Linked DNA regions of Hordeum vulgare: region 1 is linked to region 2. Evidence: chromatin contacts called from public Hi-C data. All regions are on one chromosome and are shown on one strand. Each heading gives the region's core, a stretch centred on a gene start, on an enhancer-like site or on the middle of the called end of the contact. The rest is flanking DNA. Distances are from core to core; before and after follow the strand shown. Region 1 has its middle 12 kb from the start of LOC123407176. Region 2 holds the start of LOC123412796.

What was found. A called contact is a pair of places that touch in the nucleus more often than the background predicts.
Region 1: a Hi-C map of seedling shows a contact between it and region 2, with 2.9 times the contacts expected there. The contact joins the enhancer-like site here to the promoter of LOC123412796 in region 2. A contact is called at or near these places in 2 of 6 Hi-C or Micro-C datasets (leaf and seedling).

What each region holds. Positions count from the first base shown.
Region 1 is chr7H:42,625,872-42,629,694 of MorexV3_pseudomolecules_assembly, reverse strand. No RefSeq gene overlaps it. Among protein-coding and RNA genes, the nearest start is that of LOC123407176, 12 kb to the left of the region's middle. Within about 2 kb of position 1,289, at least 3 of the 3 cell types and tissues checked have open chromatin away from gene starts, as enhancers often do. A contact at or near this core is called in leaf and seedling, where this site is marked.
Region 2 is chr7H:42,094,265-42,098,437 of MorexV3_pseudomolecules_assembly, reverse strand. LOC123412796 reads left to right here and starts at 1,332. Exons shown (of 1, transcript XM_045105739.1): 1 at 1,332-1,907. The coding sequence starts at 1,416. The coding sequence ends at 1,763.

The sequences.
Region 1 (3,823 bases), core at 40-2,539, 530 kb before region 2:
GCACACTACACTAGTAGATAATAACGAACTCGCACTGGTAATTTACTTACCCAGCTTACACGATTGTTGATCGATTGATTGATTGATTGATAGGTCTCTTACGCGCGTAGCACCCGTCATGGATCGTCTTATCCTGCCTCCAAAAGCAACGGGGGTGTTACCCGAAGCGGCTGGATGAGAAGGAGCACCTGCACTGGATCTGGATGAGAAGGAAGAACACCGCCACTAATCCGGCAACAATTCCCGCAAGCAGCTAGCTGAATGCATGGCTCTGATTAATTGTTGGCGGGAGTGGTTGGCATGCAGTTACCCGGCCCTGAAGTAATTGTTGGCTGGAGTCACAGACTGCGTTGGATGAAGGAATTTGCATGTGGGGGTTATTTGTTACTTTCCGGCTATGAATTGAGACGGCGACAAAGGAAGGTCGACTAGCAGAGGAGGCCACGGGATGACGGCGGCGAGCGCACAAGTCAGAGGGAGGTCACGAGCAGGGCTAGCTGTGCGACCGCGACGGCGATGCACATCGATCACCTTCTTCTTGTCACACTCGCACGCACGCGGCGCCCTATCTATCCACAGCCATGCAAGCTCCGGCTCGTCCGGCGGGCAGTGGCACGGGCGCGCGCGTCTGGTGGCCGTTGCTTTCCCGAGACCGTGACACCACCGGCCGAGCAGGCAGATGCTCGGCGGCCGCATCTTTGCCCATCCCGCTCGCTGAAGAGCGCTGCCGAGAACCTGCAGCCGTACCGGGCGGAAACACAGCGCAGGCCGCCGCGCGCCGCCGCTGTTTGTTTTTCGCCGGATAAGAAATTAGGGACGTCTACCTGCTACCACTCCGCTCTGCTCCCTTTCTTCTCCCTAGCTGTGCGCGTCGCTGTATTGTTGTGGTTCGGTTTGTTTATTCATGGGTATGGGCGTGTAGATATATTCTACCGATCGATCGAGTAGGAGCGTGCGTGCCTCCCCTCCCGGGTCTCAGCGAGGTGGCTGGCACGCAGTGGATGTGTGCGTATTTCCTTCAGGCTTCAGAAACATCTACGCATCACGAAACTAACCTCTTTTTTAGTTTCACCTTTGCCCTCGATCGGCCATCGGATGTGAGCACAAGTGCACGCCATCAAGGTCTACAAAAGGGAAGGTCGATCGAGCAGCCAAGCAAAGCTAGCTCATCACACTGTGTCTCTTTGTGTGTGTGTGAAAGGGCCTCGTCAGGTCAGATCCTGCTCCATCCCTTCGATCCCTTTCTGTCCAGCCCTCGGCCAAAGTGGAAAGTGGTTAGATTTGGACTCGCCTTCCTTTAATAATGGGAAACCGCTCGAGAGGTCGTTGATCCTTCCTTCCCTCCCTCCGTGCATCAGTGCATGCATGCCCGCTCTCTCTCTCTCTCTCTCGTGGGTCATCAGCTAACTAAATCATATGGTCATCGAATTCGCACCACGGTCATCGGATCGGACCGGTTGGTTGCCATGGATGAACATGCATGCACACAGTGGTAGCCATGCAATCGACTTGCATCACCAAGACATACAGACCACACCCTTGGATTGGATGGATGTCACATGAATGATGCTAGCTCGACTTGTCATTGACTATTCTCGCGCCATGTCCTTGTCCTTCATTTAACATGGTCATCCTCCGGGGCATGCCTTGGCGGTTCGGCTTGCCGTTTTCCACACGCTGAAAGCTCCGCGGCCGACCGCTACTGCCCGGCCGGCTAGCAGCAGTTCGGAACGTTCCAAAAAGATTCAAGCTTGTCATGATCTAGACCGCTCATGGTTGGGTGGATGAAAGCAAGAGCTGTGAGAACGGCCACCGTGTAAGCGTACACAAAACCACCAGCGACGCAAATCAACCCGTGGCTGGATAGTTAAAAAGATGGTGGTATCTCATGTTCACCATAAGTCAAGGACTTGACATTGATGTGCTCATATTTTTCTGCATTTATTTCAGACATTCCGGTGATGTGCGTTCAGTAATGAAAGGAGACATTTCTGTCAACTACGAAGGAGTCTGTGGTGACTTCGTCAATTTTAAGAGGATGTATCGGTTTGATCTCTCAGGAATGCTTATATGAGTTGGGTGTGGGTGTGTGCATTTATATAGATAAGTATATGCCCATATATGTGAGCGACTTTAATTATACTGTGTTTAGAAAAACAAAACACCACCATCGACCGTGAGTTCGAACTGAGAAGGCCACGAGCTGAAATTTTGTTTAATCCTTACTCCCTCTTTCTTCCGAACGAGCAAAGACATCCTTGCTACATAATGGCTATATAAATCTTGTCTTTATAAAGAAAGACGACTCAGCCTCTGGCGCTCCCGCATACATGCTAAACAGTTTTTAGATATACGTTGAACGGTTTTGAAATACATGTTCATCATTTGTCAATAGACATTAGTCATCTTTTAATACAAGGGTTAAACAAGTTTCGGTTGCACATGGAACAATTTAATACCCCCGGTGATAATTCTGTAAACACACACTGATAATTTTTTACAAAACCTATGAATATATTTTTATAATGTGTGAAACATTTTCTAAGTGTCCTGATATTTTAAAATGTCTTATAGTTTTCTAAATTACAAATATTATTTGGAAATTACGTGAAATTTACATCGAGTACACAATTTTTAATAAATTATAAACTTATTCTTGACACACGAATTTTTAGTGTAATGAACATTTTAAGTATTATGATGCTTTTTAAATCTCATGGATTGTTTTTGAATGTTATAATTTTTTTCTTAAATAATCTAATTTTACACTGAATAGTTTTTTTAGAAAATATCACGGAACTCCTTTTTAACACGTCAAATGTTTTGAATGTGATATTTTTTCTGAAATATATAAATATTTTCTAGAAATCACGCGAATAATTTCTACACTAACTGAACATTTTTCGAATGCACGATGACCATTTTAAATTTAATTATATATTTGCTAAAAACTATTTACAATACTAACAAATATATATAAACAAAATTCAAAATCAAACGGACACAAGCCAATGTGAACCAAATAACAGGCTGACTCGCACCCCGGGCCGGCCAATTACGAGCACCGCGGTGAGGCTAGCTACAATAAACCCTATTAGGCGCGTCATTGTCTCCGTCAGGTCTTACATGTTACCTATATTCCGATTCCAGTTTTTCTTTTTGAAAAGAATCCCGATTCAAGTTTTTTATGTGTTGAGAAAAGAATCCTGATTCGGGAGCTCCTACCTGCAGCATTTTGCGGGAGGGAAGCGCTGCAACGCACAGGGGCTCGTCCCAACTGGGCCGGCCAGATTATTCTTTTTGTCTCAGAAAAATCTAATATTTTTTTTTTCTTCTTCTTTTCTGCATATTTCTTTTCTTTTCTTGTTCGTTTTTTATTTCTTTTTTATTTTCTTTTCGTATTGGAAGGAAAAATATTATACAAATTTGAAGTTCATTTCAAAATTCAGAATATTATTGAATTTATGAAAAAGTTTGGAAAACAATAAATTTAGAAATTTAGAACCTTTTCTGAAAGCAAGAACATTTTTTGGAATATAAATTGTGCTTTAGAAATTTAAGAGCAATTTCTGAAAACAACCTTAGTTAAGAAACTGAACAGAATTTTGATATTGCGAACATTATCAGACAATAGAAGACAATTTCTGAAAATATCGAACATTTTGTTAAAATACACAATATTTTTGGGCAATTCCGAACATTTTTTGAAGTTATGAATGTTTTTTAAAAAACACAAATATATATAATTTAGAACATTTTTCTATAAGAAAAAACATTTTTTGAATTTGAACAACAATTATTGGAAATCCATTTTTTCAAAAAA
Region 2 (4,173 bases), core at 83-2,582:
GGAGGTGTGATGAACAGCGTTGAAGATGAGGGAAGCAGGAGACTGCTGCCCTCACTGGAAACGCACACGTGATGGCCGGAGGGCATGGGCGCTTGCATCGTTCGGGGCCACAGACTCGAGGATTTTTTTCGTGTGTTGACCAAACGAGGGAAGATCGTGATTGGGAAAGGAAGCATCCATAAGCTAGGGGAGCGAGATTAGAGGGCTTACGCGTGACTAGCTGGGCTTTTCGCTCGGTCGGCCGGCGCCTAGCACGATCCTTTTTATAAGGGTCCAATGGAGCCCCTTTTCTACCAATCCAATGGAGGTTTTTTAGGGAGTCGAATGGAACCATGTCTCGCTCTCTCAGAATCAATAAGAGAGACACAACCTTTTTTGAAGACAAGCGAGACATACCTAGGAGCAACCATCTAAGGAGCGCTCCTTCGAGGGCCTTCCAAGGGTCATGGTGCGTTCTTAGTCATCGTCATGTGTCGCCTTATGGGAGCTTCCTTCAAATTTATATATTTTTTAATTTTTGCTCCTGTTTTTGGCTTTTCAGATGGGTTTTTTGTATTTTGTCGGTGTTTTGATTTTTCATAGGACTTTCTTAGCTTTTGTACAAACAAAAAATTAAAAATTGCGTGAGAAATACATTTTTGTTCTCGAGAGTCATGGTTTTGGTTCTGTAGGAGGCACGGGCATGCCTCTCGAAACAAAAAAAAAAGTTTTCTTTCTTTTTTCTTTCTCGAGAAGCATAAGTTTGCTTTAGCAGGAGACACAGATTTGCTTCCGTGAGAGGCACGAACGTGCCTCACGAAAACGAATAAACACATTTGTTTTCTTTCTCGAGAAGCACAATTTTGCTTCCATGCCTCTCGCGAAAATAAAAAAATGCATTTTTTCCGGAAGACGCGGATTTGCTTCTGCAAGAGGCATGGCCGTGTCTCTTTCGAAAACGAAAAAAACTCAAGAGGAACATTTTTTCGTTTGATTTTTTTTCTGAAAAAGAAAGTTAGTCAAAACCTATCAACATGACATCTATTTTTCAATATCTCGAAGCCAGAAATTCAATGGTGAAAACGATTCAAGATTTGAAAGCACAATCTATGAGATAAAATGTTTAGAAGTAATAAATCTATGAAATAAATAAAATTTGCAGGTTATAATAAGTAACACGGATGCAGTACGCCAACCTGAAAATATGGGAGGGACCTTTGAATAAAAAACTCTACCATTAGTGATTTCGAGCATACCTGAGCCAGTACAATCTCTACCTGGGCCGAACTGGTGTATGCACGAGGCCAGCCCGTACGCGACGTGGCCAGCGTGGGCACCGCGCACGGGCGCACCGCCCCCGAGCGCACGAGCCGTCTTCTGACCCGGCGAGCACACGCCGCGATCTCGACTCAAGCAACGCAGGCCAGACCAAAACCATGGCGGCCAACCACCACCTCCGCCGGCTCGCCTCCGCGTCCGCCCCCGCTCTCTCCCGCCTCTCCAAGCCGGCCCCCTCGCCGCTCCTCCGCTCCGCGTTCTCCAGCTCCGCCTCCCCCGCGGATCAGCCGCCGGCCGCTGCGGCCCAGAAGGGCGAAGCCCAGAGCGCCGTGAAGGAGGCAGACGAGGCGCAGGGCGGTGGTGGTTCCGGCGCCACGAAGGCTGCGGAGGAGGATGACGGCGGCCTGGACATAAACGAGGCCACGGGCGAGATCGGCGGCCCGCGCGGGCCCGAGCCCACCCGCTACGGCGACTGGGAGCGCGGCGGCCGCTGCTCCGATTTCTGAGGGTAAGCTTTCTCCTGGATCCCTGCTACTTTGTACTCGTAAGGATGGCATGGCGGTGGTCGTGTGTCCATGTTACTCTGTTTGGGGAATAAGTTCAGACATCTGGCTCTTGTACTGAACAACGGTTCTTAAGTTTCAGAGTACTATACCATCTTCGCATGTAATCTTGTAAGGTTCTCTGCATGAAATTGATCTGGAAGGAGATGAAGTGGGAACTTGGATTGGAGTGACTGCTGGCTGTATCTTGAATTAGGCATGCTTTCAGTCAGAGTGTAGCGACTCGAGGATGAACTCTGAGTAGGGAACATTATATGATGGCGAGTTGATGTTAGAGATTGAGAGCAGTCATCTCGTAGGATTGGGGTTGCAGTGAAATGCATTTTGTTTAGCATGAACCACCCTTTCTATATAGGACAATTGAATATGAAACGGCGGTAGCCTGAAACTTCTGTTTTTGAAGAACAACCTTGACCCATCTTTTTTTGAAGAACAACCCCAAGCCAACTTTTTTCAGAACAACCTTGAGCCGTCTTTTATCCCAGGTCAACATTGAGCCATCCTATTAAAAGAAAACATTTCCAGTACAGTTGTATTGAAGCTACCTAGGGGTAGCATGTGCCGAAGGATGTAGGATTCTGCCATGCTTGCAAGGTTTTCTAAAAGGGAAATGGCATGGTCATATTTTTGGTTTCCCCTTATCTGTTTTCCCTGAGTGCTGCTTGACCATATCAATTTTGGTCTCCTCTGTTCAGAATTTCTTCTTCTATTAAACTAGCTAATCGAGTTAGTTCATTCTTAATAACTTTTGATTGCACCATAGTTTGGCTTGTCTGGTTTAGCTCATTTTTGTACTTATTCTAGATTGCGGGTAGCTCATGAGAATGGCGTTTTGGCACCCGGCCTCCATGGAGGCTGGAATTTTTGAAAAAAATACAAAATTCGAAATTTTTGGTTTTTAAAAGTCTAAAAAAAACTGTACAACTAAACAAGGGTGTGATTCGTGTGTGTGTGTGAAATTTCAGGCCGAAATACTTTGGAACGCAACCTGTACAAAAAAGACAAATTCATGGTCCGGAAGGATGAATACTATCATGCGTTAAAATGCCTTAGATTTGTCTTTTTGCATAGCCCTCATTTGAACGTACTCCCTCTGTTCCTAAATATAAGTCTTTAAAAAAGTTTCATTACTGGACTACATACGGATGTATATAGACATACTTTAGAATGTAGATTCACTCATTTTGCTCCGTATGTAGACTACTAGTAAAATATCTTAAAAGACTTATATTTAGGAACGGAGGGAGTATTTATTTCTAAAAATTTAAACACTTATGCATTATACTTTCATCTATGTATTTTTTTTCAGAATTTTTTGAAATATTAAAATATGAATAAAAGCCCTCAGTGTGCTTCTGCATGTCCAACATTTCACATGATACAACACGGTGGCAGAAAAAGGACAATCCGTCCGGATGTACGTAATAGTTTCCGGTGCCCCAGGACACACCTGACATCCCTCGAATGGCCAGCATCTGCCATGAGCCACGCCACGCGAAGTGCTCATTTGGGCCTAGCATGTGCCATCTATCTTTGCAGGGAAGAATATTTGATCTCAGCTTGGTTTCCACCCTAGTTTTTCCTTCCCTACCGGTCTATTTTAATGTTTCCTAAACCAAATGAAATGGAAGTTGTAGTTTAGTCCTCCCAAGTCGTCGTCTCCATCTCCATCATTTGCATCTCGACTTCCCTCCAAATATCTGGAGAAAGAAGCATACAAAAGACTAAACATGCATAAGCTACAATAAACCTCAAAGGTTGCTCAAGCCGTTGCTTTGTCGTCATACTGTTGGAAAAGAATACCAAGAGAACACTGGGATAAAACTGGAAAATCATACACTAAAATAGAACTAGCACCAACGGCAAGACAAACCAAGGCACCTCAGCAATCTACGTTTGTGCTCTCCTAGATTTCGTCTGGAATAAACCGTTGGATCAAGCATCATTCAGGAAGGCCTTGTACAATGCAAGATGCTTAGGGAAAATGTTTAGAGAAATAAATCAGGTTTTTTAAACATCGGTATTTATTTATCCAGGATAGACGTTTAGTTAGGCGTCTCTTCCGTAGAAATAAGCACCATGCTTCAGAAAAATCCAGTTTATTTTTCTAAACACCTCCTTAAACATCTAGCATTATACAAGGCCTGAGACAAGTGCAGAGCAGGGAAGCTTTTATTTTGGGCAATGTTGCCTCCATGGCTCCATCACTAGAGCACCACAGCACACATGAACTGCACACTGAGCGCCGCCTTGCCTTATATTGTCTCGAGCCTCGACAGTCGATCGTCGGGTAAGGAATCCCCTGCCGCCACCTGAGTGTAACTCCGCGCCATTGCAACCGTCGGCGTACTTC